Regions from separate parts of the Triticum aestivum genome. Here region 2 is linked to region 1. A link is a contact called in public Hi-C data. All regions are on one chromosome and are shown on one strand. The core of a region is the stretch at or near the end of the contact, and the rest is flanking DNA. Distances in the headings are between cores, read along the strand shown. Region 1 holds the start of LOC123124854 (arginine decarboxylase 1-like). Region 2 holds the start of LOC123121618 (BTB/POZ domain-containing protein NPY1).

The links. A called contact is a pair of places that touch in the nucleus more often than the background predicts.
Region 2: a Hi-C map of leaf shows a contact between it and region 1, with 9 times the contacts expected there. The contact joins the promoter of LOC123121618 here to the promoter of LOC123124854 in region 1. A contact is called at or near these places in 5 of 5 Hi-C or Micro-C datasets (leaf, root and an unstated tissue) and 1 of 1 datasets of contacts at active chromatin or transcription factors (leaf).

Annotation. Positions count from the first base shown.
Region 1 is chr5D:341,392,534-341,395,243 of IWGSC CS RefSeq v2.1, forward strand. LOC123124854 (arginine decarboxylase 1-like) reads left to right here and starts at 1,319. Exons shown (of 1, transcript XM_044545403.1): 1 at 1,319-2,526. The coding sequence starts at 1,319. The coding sequence ends at 1,909.
Region 2 is chr5D:341,632,646-341,635,458 of IWGSC CS RefSeq v2.1, forward strand. It overlaps LOC123121618 (BTB/POZ domain-containing protein NPY1), which reads left to right and starts at 1,373. Exons shown (of 4, transcript XM_044541636.1): 1 at 1,373-1,825. The coding sequence starts at 1,764.

The sequences.
Region 1 (2,710 bases), core at 69-2,568:
ATTGCTCATGATGCACCCCCGCAATGGCCTCGACCCGATCCTTATCTCAGACCCAGTGGAGACGATGATGGAGAACGGAGGAGGAGAGGAATGGATGATCGAGTGGAGTTCCAACCCGTCCTTGACCGAGGCCTTGACCCCCACTTTTAACCCCGCAATCATTGCCCGGCCAGGGGGGGCTTGCTTTTGGTTTTGATCCGGCTTTTTGTTTGTTTGGTCTTGTTGCCTTGTTCCTTTCCCGGTGCAAAACGCCAAGATCAGCTAGGTTACTAGACCTAGGTAGGTAGCACTGGCTCGGTACGGGACGGGGTTCGCCCGAGCATCGCGACGAAGAAGCAGGACAGTAACATCTCAGTTTTGTTTTAAAAAAAAAGGAACAGTGCATCTTTTCGGTATCTCAAGGACAGTACGGAGCTGTTTGATTCTAGGCCTAGGAGTGCCACATGTTGCCACACATTTCTTGCCACACTTGGTTAAGCGGTAATAGCACCCCAGGTACCCTAACTTGCACACAGCATGATGATTTAGTCCCAAACTTGTAAAACTTGATCACACCATACCTCAACTTGCACTTCATGTGATGATTTAGTCCCAGCCCAATCACAGCTCGACAATTGGCAGCCAGGTGGCTGGCCCGGTCAGTGTACGCACTTTTGCAGAAACCCCCTGCTGTTTTCTTTAATCAACCCGCGCTCACCTCCACGTTGTCGCTCCCCTGCTGGGCCCCGCCGCCGTCATCGCGGCCGCTGCCGCCGAGAAGCCCGAGATGGCCGCCTGGTCGGCCGACCTCTCGTCGGCGCTCTACAAGGAAATGGCGCCTGTGGTGCTCTGCCTCCTAAGTGTCATGTTCGTCGTCGGGATGGCGGACTTCAGCCGTCTCCCCGGCTGCGGAAGAGCAACGAGGATGGACCTCCAGGAGCTCGCGGTCCAGGTGCGCTACACCCTCGTCCTCAGCGCCTCCGCGGCCGCCGGGGTACTCTCCTGGCTCGGCAAGGCGGCCGACGACCTGAGCGCCGCTGGGTGGGACTGGGAGATGCGCGCCATGTTCATCGTCGGCCTCAACCTCACCTTAACCTCGACGTTCCTTGCCCTCTCCGCCCTGGTCTTGGAGCTCTCCTGCGACATCGTCGTCAACTACTGCATCGCGGCGGCGCTCGTCGGCGTGCATCTCGTTGCCGCCTGGGTTGTCCGTACTCCGTAGTCGTCTCCGGGCACTGAGAGGCTCCGTCGAGCTAGGTAGGTAGCCAAGAACGAGCCGAGCCGGTGGGACTATCTCTCTCAATTGATTGGCAGGGTTGTGGTTGTGTTCGATCTCCAAATGATGTGTCCGGCGCGCGTACGTGCCTGGACAAAGACATCAATCAATTTACTATCCTTGTTCTTAATCATAGGCCTCGGCATCGACTACGACGGGACGCACTCGGCGCAGACTGACATGTCGGTGGCCTACAGCCTGGAGGAGTACGCGGCGGCCGTGGTCGCCGCCGTCGGCCGCGTCTGCGACCGCAAGGGCGTGCAACACCCTGTCATCTGCAGCGAGAGCGGCCGCGCGCTGGTGTCGCACCACTCGGTCCTCATCTTCGAGGCCTTCTCCGCGACGGCGCCGACTTCCAACATGATGGACCCGGCCACCGCCTACCTGCTCGACGAGCTCACCGATGACTGCCGCAGCGACTACCGCAACCTCATGGTCTCGGCCGTGCGCGGCGACTTCGACACCTGCGGCCTGTACGCGGACCAGCTGAAGCGGCACTGCGCCGAGCAGTTCAAGGAGGGGGTCCTCGGGCTAGAGCACCTCGCCGCCGTGGACGGGCTCTGCGAGATCGTCGCCCGCGGCATGGGCGCGGCGGAGGGGCCGCGCAGGTACCACATCAACCTGTCCGTGTTCACCTCGCTGCCGGACATGTAGGCCATCGAGCAGCTCTTCCCCATCATCCCCATCCAGCGCCTCCAGGAGCGGCCCGCCGTGGACGGCGTCCTCTCGGACCTGACCTGCGACAGCGACGGCAAGGTGGACCAGTTCATCGGCGGCAGGAGTAGCCTCCCCCTGCACGAGCTCCCCACCCACGGCACCCGCGGCTACTACCTGGGCATGTTCCTGGGCGGCGCCTACCAGGAGGCGCTCGGCGGCTTGCACAACCTGTTCGGCGGGCCGAGCGTGGTGCGCGTCTCCCAGAGCGACGGGCCGCACTGCGAGAGAGGTTTCGTGGTCTGGAGCAGAGAGGACAAATCCATCTCGTGCAGGCAAACCTGCGAGATGTAGGCCGTGTCGTTGTCTGAACTTTCAACTCGCTACGAATTGATCACCGAAAGAAATGTCCGCGATCATCCTATACCGCGGGTTGATTCAGGGAAACAACAGGGGGTTTTCTGCAAAAGTGCGCGCGCTGACCGGTCCACCCACCTGGCAGCCAATTGGCGAGCTGTGATTGGCCAGGTACTAAATCATCACATGGAGTGCAAGTTGAGATATGGTTTGGTCAAGTTTTGCAAGTTTGGGACTAAATCATCACGTCGTGTGCAAGTTAGGGTACCTAGGGTGCTATTACCTCCTTGGTTAAGGTTAGTTCTTCAAAATGAGAGCCACAAGTTGTCAAGCCTAAGGGAATCTTGCCACACTTTTTGAATGTATGTCATGTGGGGCCCTAGTGTGACAAAAAATATATTGTCTAAGGTAAGGCTTGAACCAAACACCCTTATAAGTTGATCA
Region 2 (2,813 bases), core at 123-2,622, 240 kb after region 1:
ACTTTCGCAAAGCCGGTAGGGTGGTGATTTGTTTAGCCACAAAGTTAAACCGCCCCCGTCGTTTGACCGAGATTCTCTGCCCCCCGTTTAACAAAAGTCCCCGCGCGATCGACCTGACACCATCAGCCCGCGCGCGCCCGGTGCCATGCCCATGCGCACCCCCCAATACATAAACGGTTGCTCCGTACGCTACGCATGGCCGCATCGGCGCCGGCCGACGGAGAGCATCATCCTGCGCTCGCTCATTGGACCGCCGTCTCTGAGCCCTTTTAACTAAAAGAACAGGGGCGGAGGACGCGCGGACACGTACCGGCGGGGGGCGCGCTGGTACGTGGCGTGCGCGCCGGCCGGCCGACGGCGGGCGGGGCGTGGAAAGGTGGCGGGCGGGCGTGGTGCGCCGGTGGGAATGCGTGACAAACCGAGGGCTACGGATGGATGGTGCTGCCACCTTTTGCTGGTTCATTAACTAATTGTTGTTCTGATACGGGCAGATGATCCTGCGCTGCGTTTTTCAAAAGTTTTTATTTGCTCGCGGGTGACGCAACTGACCTGGCCCGGTGCTTCTTGCTCAAGGAAAAGTCCAGCTTCACCGCCGTTCAAAAGGTGAACATGGAACGACTGCGTTGCGTTTGACTGAGTACTTTCTTCATCCGAAATTAGTTGACGCTCAAACGTCTACATACATCGGTTTTGATTTCGGGCGGAGGCAGTAGTATATACTCCTACAATACAACTCACAGGGAACAGAGCACTGCTGTGCATCGTTATTACTGGGCATGTTCCGTCTGTGAAACTGGAGCGCGCCGCACACGGAAAGCGACCTGTGCCGCGCTGCTGCTGCCGCTGGTAACGCTGCGCGCAGATAGATTGTTTGTTGCACCTTTTCTCTCTTTTCTTTTCTTTTCTTTTCTTTTCTACTCCCCACCACAGGGACAGAGGCACACAGGCGCTCCTCTCGCACTCGCACTCGCACACGACAGGCAGGGGCAGGGGCAGGAGCGCGCCACCCCACCCGTTTCCCTGTAAAGTTCTGCCGCACCCGCACACATCAAAAGACTAAACGGATAATTAGCCCGGCTAGATAATCCTGGGACTAAATTAACATGAAACAGTGGAAATATTATGCCTTTTCCTAACCCGAAAAGTATCATCGCCGTGTGGTTTTCATGCAGCAGCAGCTGGGGGCGAGTTAACATATTGCTAGTGCGTTGAAGCGAAGGGAAAGAAGAGCAGACGCAGAGGAAAAGGCTAGAGAGAGAGAGATACTGCTACTACCACGTCCTGCCCACCCCACGTTGAGTCATTGACATTGCGACGGAGCAAGCAGGAGGAGGAGGCGGCTTTGGCAGCCACAGAGAGCAGAGAGCAGAGCAGAGCAGCGGCCGAGGAGGAGTTAATAATACCACCACCACCCCTTCCATGGTTCACACGCCACGGCATCACCATCATTGCCGCCTCCTCCTCCCTCCCTCCATATCCCCTTCTTTAATTGCTGCTGCTGCGTTTAAGCCTCCCCCACACCAACCCAACCGCGCCTCTCTCTTCCCCTGCTGCCGCTGCGTACTGCTGGTGGGTTTTTTCGTCCGTGCTCTGCTTCCCGCTGCTTCTCTCTCGCGCCGTCCCGGGGTGCCAAGGAAGTGCATGGGAAGAAGAAGAAAACACCCAGCCTGAGCGAGCGTCAGACAGACAGTGAGGTCTTCTGCGAGGGCGTGAGGGAGCTAGAGGCTGCCCAACGGAGAGGGAGGGAGGGAGGGAGGTAGAAGATGAAGTTCATGAAGCTGGGCTCCAAGCCGGACGCCTTCCAGTCCGGCGGCGCCGACGTCAGGTCAGTCACCCTCTTCCCTTCTTTTCTTTTTTCCTTACCGCTATCTAGCGTTGCTTCCTTCCTGCTCAAACTGTTTGGTGTCTTACGTTTTTCCTTGGTCGCACCGCCGCTTCTCCGGTTCATGGCGGCGGAGCAGAACCTCTTCTCGTCCATCTCCTTCGCCTCTTGTTCTACACGTAGCTAGGCGCGTTTCCCCGCTAGATTCTTGCCACAGACGCCGTCATCCTCTTTCTTCTGCTGGCTGGTGCTTCCGGTGAGAATGAGATTCTTGCAAGCTTATTCGTGCCGTGTGCGTCCCTTTGGAAGACCAGAGCTTCTAGAATGGCGGCCGTTCGGGAACCGCTCTTCTTGCATCACCACCTTCTTACTCCGACTGTCATGCTTGCCCAGTAACCAATCTCTCCGTCTCCTCGCGCCTCTTCCTCTACCAGTTTATGTCGAGTTTTGGGCCTGGCATTGCACTTGGATCTTGGTTAGTCCCTTGTTCGATTGCTAATGCACCATATAATAACTGTTTCATTTCGAGTCACGGCGTGAGTTGACTATGGGTTCTTGGGAAGTGCAGAGTGCTAGGCTGTGTGCGCCGTTTCTATCTATCTCTACCAGTTTCTGCCTTGTCCTGTCCCCTCTGCCTGCCTTCTTTTGTTTATGCTTCCTACATGTGTGGCTCTCTACGCTTCTCTCAACTGGATCTAGCACTATGATACCACTAGTAGCAGAACGGAGTTTCTCCAACTGATCCCTCGAGCTGGCATTCCTTGTTTCTCTCGGGATTAGTTGTTCGTGTCCATCCCATTGTCTTCATCCTGCACGCTAGCCTGTTATACGGTTCGGTTTACAGTGACGGGCAGTCCTCTGATTTAAAAAATACTCTTGTTGTAATGTACTGTGGTTCATTTATTCATCCTTGGGTCTCATTTGAGCTGCATCCAGCATTCATTTGAAATGTTCTTGTATCTTTTTCCCGGTGTCCGCCAGTGCTGTGGCT